2 separate regions of the Sus scrofa genome follow, and region 2 is linked to region 1. The links are chromatin contacts, called in public Hi-C maps. All regions are on one chromosome and are shown on one strand. The core of a region is the stretch at or near the end of the contact, and the rest is flanking DNA. Distances in the headings are between cores, read along the strand shown. Region 1 has its middle 190 kb from the start of FN1. Region 2 has its middle 270 kb from the start of FN1.

Region 1 (3,650 bases), core at 766-3,265:
GCCATATGGAAATGCAATTGATTATTTTTAATATATTGTTTTTGAATATATTGTATTTTTTCTTCCTTCCTGTTGGATTGTCAACAAATACTTTTCTTAATTTTTCTTTTCCGTTTTTTTTTTTTTTTCTTTTTACAGCCACACCTGCAGCATGTGGAAGTTCACAGACTAGGGATTAAATTGGAGTTGCAGCTGAGGCCTAAGCCACAGCCACAGCAACACCAGATCCAAGCCACAGCTTGGATCTGGAACCTATGCCACAGCTTGCTGTAATACCGGATCTTTAACCCACTGAGCAAGGCCAGGGATCAAACCCACATCCTCACAGAGACTATGTTACATTCTTAACTGGCTGACCCACATATGGGGACTCCCAATTCTTTTCTAATCTGTTGGTTTGGAAGCTATGGAGTCTATTTCAAGTTTTATATGAGTTGTTATTCTTTTATATTTGACATCTATACTTTTCAGCTTTATTGTTGCTATCTAGACACCTGCTGTCTGCAAGTCAGATTGCTTTTCCTTTGTAGATAATCTCTCTTTTTCTTCCTGACAGTTTCTAAGATTTTCTATTCTTAATACTTTTAAGTGTAACTTTTCTGTCTAGGTATAGATTCAATATTGCCATCCTGAGTGGTATAACATGCATTTTGGATCTAAGGACAAGTAATTAAATCTGGGTATATTCCCATCTTATTTATTCTAACAGGGTTCTGCTATTTCCTATATCACTTCCTGTAGAACTTCTGTTTAAAATATGGTGGAGCCACTCAATCTACACTCCCTGTCTTTAACTTTCCTTTCATAATTCTGACATGCTGGTTCCTTTGTATTTCATTCCTGGTGAATTTCTTAGGACAACCTTCCAGTCCACAAACTGTTCACCTGTGTATAAACCTATTTGTCTTATCTATGGAATTGTCTTCAGTCTTAACTATGTATTTCATTTGCAAGATTTCTAATTGGTTCTTTTTCTCATCCATCTATTGTCTTATTTCTTCCTCTTTTGCTTCGTTATTTCTTGTTATTTTTGAATTTTCCCCATATTTTATCATTTTGAAGAAGCTAAGCACACTCATTTTCAGAACTTTTTTTCCACTATTCTAATATTTTAATCTTTTTGCTATTGAACTAACGTGTCAATAGTTGCTTTTGTGGGGGGGTCTTTCTCTGTATTTTATTTCTTTGTGTATTTGAGTGCTTCGGTTTATAAGTTTTTCTCATACTAAAGTTATTTCTTCCCTCATTCCACCATCACTGCCTTATTCCTATTTAGGAGTTTTGTACCTGCTTTCACATAGCCTTCTAGGATCTTTTAATTCTGAACCAATTTAGGAGATATTTAAAATTCAGTCACCAACCCAGAGACATTCCTTGCCTGTTTGTTAGGCTATAATTGTGTATGTGCAAAAGTAATATCAAAGCATAAGCTTTAAAATTCCATATTGACCAAAACTGTGTTTTGTATGCTAAATAAGTGGCCACCTTGAAGAACATTCTTTTGGCAAGGTCATGGTGTTAATTATTTCAGAATCGAGTCAACGTTCAAATTTCTAAAATGGATGCTTTGGTAGAATTCTATGAAAGTAGTTGTATTTTGCCCACGAACTATCTCCAGAGATCGTTCAAATTTCTTTTACCCCTGTAATAACAAGATTTTCAATTTCAGTCTTGATAATTTCATTTTAAAAAACTATAGGCTGGTGACCTTATTTATTTCAAGGCCCTAGTCAAACTCATGGTGTCCATTGCTGAGCAAGGTAGCCTAATGAGAAGGCTAAAATACATCAAAAATCCACCAGAAGTCTATTTCTTACAAGGATTTCAACCGGAGGATAGGACTGGGCAGTGAAAGAAGTACTGAATATTTATTTCTCTGATTATCCTAGAATTAAACCAGAATCTGACAGACATAGCAGCAGGGATCTGAAACGGCAGCTCTATGCAGGGAAGAGAGCATGTGGGGATATTTGAACAGTCAGGCACATAGTGGCAGGAATTCTCTGCATGGGAGGAGGGGCAGGCTAGTTTTAATTCAACTGCTTCCTAGAAAAGCAGATTGCCCAGAATCCAGGACTGTGTCCCTGACTGGAGAGTCCAGGGGCGTTTTTCATTGACTCTACAGCTGGAAAAGTCCCAAGTATGGGCTTAGGTTCACCAAAATGAACAATTATATGTAAAGTTTGACTGAGCTTGCTCAGAGAGATTTCCCTCTGGAAAAAAAAGTAGATGCTTCTTGCTAAACCATGCCACAATAACTCCAAAGAAATACAGAAATTTGATTTTTGAACATTTTCATCTGAATTTAAGCCTCTTGGGTGATACAATTGAAAAACAACATTTCTTTACAGTGAAAATGTGTTTGGCAGTCCCTCTATATACAAAGTTCAACTTTAGGGCAAAGAAAAAGAAACACTCATTATGTAATCAGGTCAAATTATTGGTTACTGAGAAGAGTTCCTGGTTTAGACCTCATCTGTTATATGAAGTAGATATTAGATCTTCTATTCTGCCAGTGCCATGTTCATCACAACAGTTCTTTATTCTAAATATGTTAACCTTGGAAGACCTTTCCCCAGGGCTTCTTATTTATTTAGATATTGTTATGTAAGACACACAATAGCATCAGTGAAGGCAGAGCTGATCCCTTCTTAACTTTCACAAGAGGACTGGATAATACATAAAGGAACTGGTGCTATGAATAACAAGAGGTATTTTTCTATTTCCTGGGTAAAGAGGGCAGGGAGGAGGGGTGAAGACCAAGGGCAGAGATTCCTCACAATTGCAGTTTAGGTGATGGTGAAATGGATGTGGAGATTCCATTCTTCCTCTCTCTTCTCTTTCTTTCTCCCTTTAACTCAAACTTGGTCAATGTCAAGACACACATTTTTGGTCTTTCCACTTAAAGTGAAAGACACAGGCTGACATCATGTTTGCTGGGTATGACCTGCAGATCGTTTTTAAAACTTTTGAGTAATATGATGAAAAAATTAGGAATTTCACCTAAAAGTCCTGATTTTCTACTTCTGAGAAATTAGAGAATTTGGCTACCCTAGACCTATTGCCCATCAAGGCAACATCTGGCAAGATTTAGGCAGTGGCAAAAGTTCACCACAGGTCCAATCTATTTTAATTAATTAATTAATTAATTAATTTTGCTTTTTAGGACTGCACCTGCCACACATGGAAGTTCCCAAGCTAGGGGTTGAATCAGAGTTACAGGTGCTGGCTACATTACAGCCACAGCAACTTGGGATCCAAGCCACATCTGCGACCTACACCACAGCTCTTGGCAACACTGGATCCCTGACCCACTGAGTGAGGCCAGGGATCAAACCCACATCCTCGTGCATACTAGTTGGATTTGTTCTGCTGAGCCACAATGGAAACTCCCACAGTTCCAATCTTGTTTGCTTCCCTTGTTATATAAAGGGTTAGGTTCTTTAGGCGTATGAGCTTGTAATTTATGGTATAAAGCTATAATTTCTTGGATTCTTATTTGTTCATCCAACAAATATTTGTTGAGATTCTAAGATCTGAAAGTATATGTGAACAAACAGACCTGGTCCATGTCCTCACTGTGCTCATAGTCTAGTAAAGAGAGATAAATAATCACGAAAATACATGATGTTCGGTGAGAGGTGTTGTAA
Region 2 (3,650 bases), core at 482-2,981, 77 kb before region 1:
AGGTGAAAGCATTGCACACTGTTGGGTTTTTAACAGGAGAAAGCCCCCTGTCAGAGATTAAACCCTGCTTTGAGTGTAGGTGGTTTTAAGTCTGAAGAGAAATGGCAGTCTGGCATTTCAGCACTCTCAGTAGGATTCCCACAGGGCCAAATACATCATACAACAAGTCTAGAAGACACTGGATTGGCTCGAAATATGACCCGAGCTTCTGGGCAGATGATCTGAGCAGATGATTCTGTTCTACCACAGCAGATGAGGCCAAGTTTGTTCTGAAGAAGCCAGTCAAGATGAAGGTAGGCTCTGGAGGAGAAAGGCTGGAGGAACCAGGTTGGAAGTCATTAGGGGAAAAAGCCCAGTCCCCAGCCAGTCCTCACCCAGAAGTGAGATGGAACAAAGCATGGATTCTCTTCCCTCAATAACCTAGCCCAACACAAAATAACTGGTCAATGAGGAATCTTGTGCCCACCTGGCACACACCATAAACGTGGCATTCCCATGATCCCTACAGGGAATGTGCTGTGATGTGCATAAGTCAATTCCAGTCTTTCCTCAGGTATTGCCTGAGAGTGTGTAAACTATGTGTACTTGGAGAATAGGGCACCTCGGGACGGGAAGGATCTGCTAAAATTGTTGCCTTAAGGATGAGGCACTGTTGCAAAAGGACTGTTGTGAAAACCAACGCCCTGTGATTGACTGATTGGGGCTCGGACTCAGACACTAGAACCTGGGCACCCGACCACTTTTTAACTTATCCTCCAGCTTTGAACAGCCATTTCCTGTGACCGTGCAATCAGGAAAAAATAAAAAGCAATTCTCTTGGTTGGCACTTGGGAAAAGTCTGCCCTTCAGAACTTGACTCTGCTCTTCTCTTTGATATTTGCCTGATCTTTACACGTGAGTCACTTTTACTCCATTCTTCTGAACTCCTGATGTCTTTGGTTCTCCCTGGAGTTAAGAACACTATCAACTCCTCCCAAGCTGCTCATTCTACTGTCATAACTGATAATATATTAAGTTCAAAGGAAAATCTTAGGCAACCATTTGGTTGCCTCATTTGCAACTGCATTTTGATCAGTATACCAAGTATCATTTTGGAAAGCCATAGAAAGTCCATCAGTTTCAAAGCATGGGGGGCAAAAATGCTTTGCATCATATTTCTAGGGCTTCTTTTAAATTTCATATGAAACAGTCTTTACTGGCTGGCCAGCCAAGAACTCCAGCTGATATCAGCTGCTGTCATTTGGTGTGTACAAAAACAAACAAAAAGATTTTTCCAAAGAATTTGTTATCAGTAACACTATTGCAGCTTGGCATAACCCACTTGACAATATCAAAAGAGATGGTATCATAGAATGTAACAGGAAGCAGAATGCAGTTTTGTTTCATGATCTGGCCAGAAAAAACAAATTACATTGAGTGACCTGAGGCAAACTGACTTCATGAGACCCCTGGTCCTTATACACATTAGAGTTTTGTCCCAGTGAAGGGATTATAAAAGGAAAGTTAGCAGGGCTTTCAGAAAAGAGACCCTATCCTTTTCAATTACATCTGATTTATGAACTGTTTAAACTATTTCCCAAAGTCTGCCTTCTCAGGCTCTAGCCTGTCTGATAAACACTGCACAAAAATTCTGCTGGTTTGCAAAATCTGACTCTTTCCACTGTCTGAAGTCCCCTTTTGGAGCCTGGGAGGAAGGAACGTTGAGCTCCAAAGAGCTGCCAGTGACAAATGTCTACTGCATTTCCTGATGTCAGGGGACAAAAGAGAGACTTGAAAGAGAAAACACACATGCCGTGGAATCCTCTTTCCTTCAACTCCCTCGGAGCTAAATGCTGACCTATCGGTTTTTTAGGCACCCCCACCCCCTCAGCCGTTCTCCCACTCATGCTGTGGTCTATTCTCCAGAAATAGATCCTTTTGGGTTTCTAACTAGATGGAATTATAGAAAACAAACTGTGTAAATTCCCAGGCCCACAATTTTCTCATAGCCAGGAAGGGAGTAGGTGACTGGGTTTGGATTACCATCCCCCTCTGGCCACCCCCCCAACCTTCTTTTCAAAAGCAAATTCTTTTAAAAGTATAGAGAGAACATAACTCAGCAGTCATCTGGCAATAAGGGAGCGTGATTCTCTTTCAAAATAATAATGACGCCAAACTTTGTAGAAAGAGGAAACTGCTCTCATTGTTCCAAAGACCCTGCTTGATGTAGATAAATATCTCTCAAGGCGTAAATATAAAGACTTTTCTTTAAGAACAGGTCCATCTGCCTGCCTGTCTAGACTTATAGGAAGGCATCGTAAAACTATTATTTGCAATGGGCCAAATGCTTTTCCAATGCAACCCTATCTGCCCCAAGACTGAAACAAAATCCATTTTAGAATGGATTTGGCAACCCTGGGCTGGTGCTTTTCCCATTCATCTGATGTAGACCTTGATTCACATCATATTAACAAGGGATTTAAAGGGTGTTTGGGGTGTTTTGTTCTATAACAAGGGCAAAGGCTTCTACCTGAGTCAGCCAAACAGGATTTCTCAGGCTCTGCAGAGAAATTTGGCTGCAAGTTGGTGTCTGGTAGGAAGGGCACCTTGGACCTAACATCTTGGTCTTCGAGGGCATTTTTTGTAGGGTCCTGTGGTCCCCTGTGCAGGGCTCTATCAGTATCATTTGCAGCTTTAGAGTGTTGGCTCAAAAGAGACATAGCTTGGTATTCCACAGAGAGCATGAGAGCATCTGGGAATTATGAGGGTGTTTATGAGAACATGCCTAGTAGACACATGAGATCAGCCTTCTTCCCAGTCCTTACTACCACCGAGGAGTGAGGATGGGCTGACGGAGGTGAGGTGGTGCGACACAAGAGTGGGAAGAGTCAACTTGGCCACAGTTAAACCGTATTTGCCATTGATGTGTGAGATTATTCCAGTGTTTGGTATCCAAGGGCACTTAGCCTGGGCCAAGCTGGCCTTCCCGTTTATAAGAGGAAAACGCTTTGGAAACTTAAGAAAGACAAAGTTTTTCTGGGGCATCAAGCAAATGTTAAGCAACATATTGATGAACTTCTAAAATATAGGAATTGAAATTAATTTTGTTTGAATGATCCAGGAACTTTAAATATCAGGGAGCAAACTCTTGGACATTTTGGCATTTGTTTTACTATGATATCTTTCCAGTTCAGAACAGAATAGATTCTTACGTTTTCCAGGATTAATGATGAGAATATTGAATTTTAATATTGTCTGAGAAAGGTAGAAGATAAACCACTTGTTTTGGCTGTCCAAGGTAGTACATCTTAGGTAAGAAGAAACAGGCTCACTGCTGGGAGCCCTGAGTTAAAATATGGCCTCTGTCAATAATTTAGAGTCGTGACATTGAACTCTGCTGCCTGTCAGAGCCTCAGTCTTTTTTTTCTTTTCTGTAAGGAGGGACTAATGGGGCTGGACACTGGCTGCCCTCACCAAGGTCTTACGGAAGTGATGACACTATGGGCATGGAGTGGGCTTTAATAAGAATGCTGGGGAGTTCCTGCTGTGGTACAATGGGATCCATGGCATTCTGCGGCACTAGGATGCACGTTTGATTCCCTGCCCTGGCACAGTGTGTTAAAGCATCCAGTGTTGCCACAGATTCTGTGGCTCTACTCTGATCCCTGGCA

The links. Hi-C and Micro-C count contacts between places; a contact is called where the count stands out from the background.
Region 2: a Hi-C map of liver shows a contact between it and region 1, with 3 times the contacts expected there. The contact joins two enhancer-like sites. A contact is called at or near these places in 3 of 47 Hi-C or Micro-C datasets (embryonic fibroblasts, epiblast stem cells and liver).

What each region holds. Positions count from the first base shown.
Region 1 is chr15:117,926,851-117,930,500 of Sscrofa11.1, reverse strand. No RefSeq gene overlaps it. Among named protein-coding and RNA genes, the nearest start is that of FN1, 190 kb to the right of the region's middle. Within about 2 kb of position 2,015, at least 2 of the 83 cell types and tissues checked have an H3K27ac peak or open chromatin away from gene starts, as enhancers often do. A contact at or near this core is called in liver, where this site is marked.
Region 2 is chr15:118,003,347-118,006,996 of Sscrofa11.1, reverse strand. No RefSeq gene overlaps it. Among named protein-coding and RNA genes, the nearest start is that of FN1, 270 kb to the right of the region's middle. Within about 2 kb of position 1,731, at least 11 of the 83 cell types and tissues checked have an H3K27ac peak or open chromatin away from gene starts, as enhancers often do. A contact at or near this core is called in liver, where this site is marked.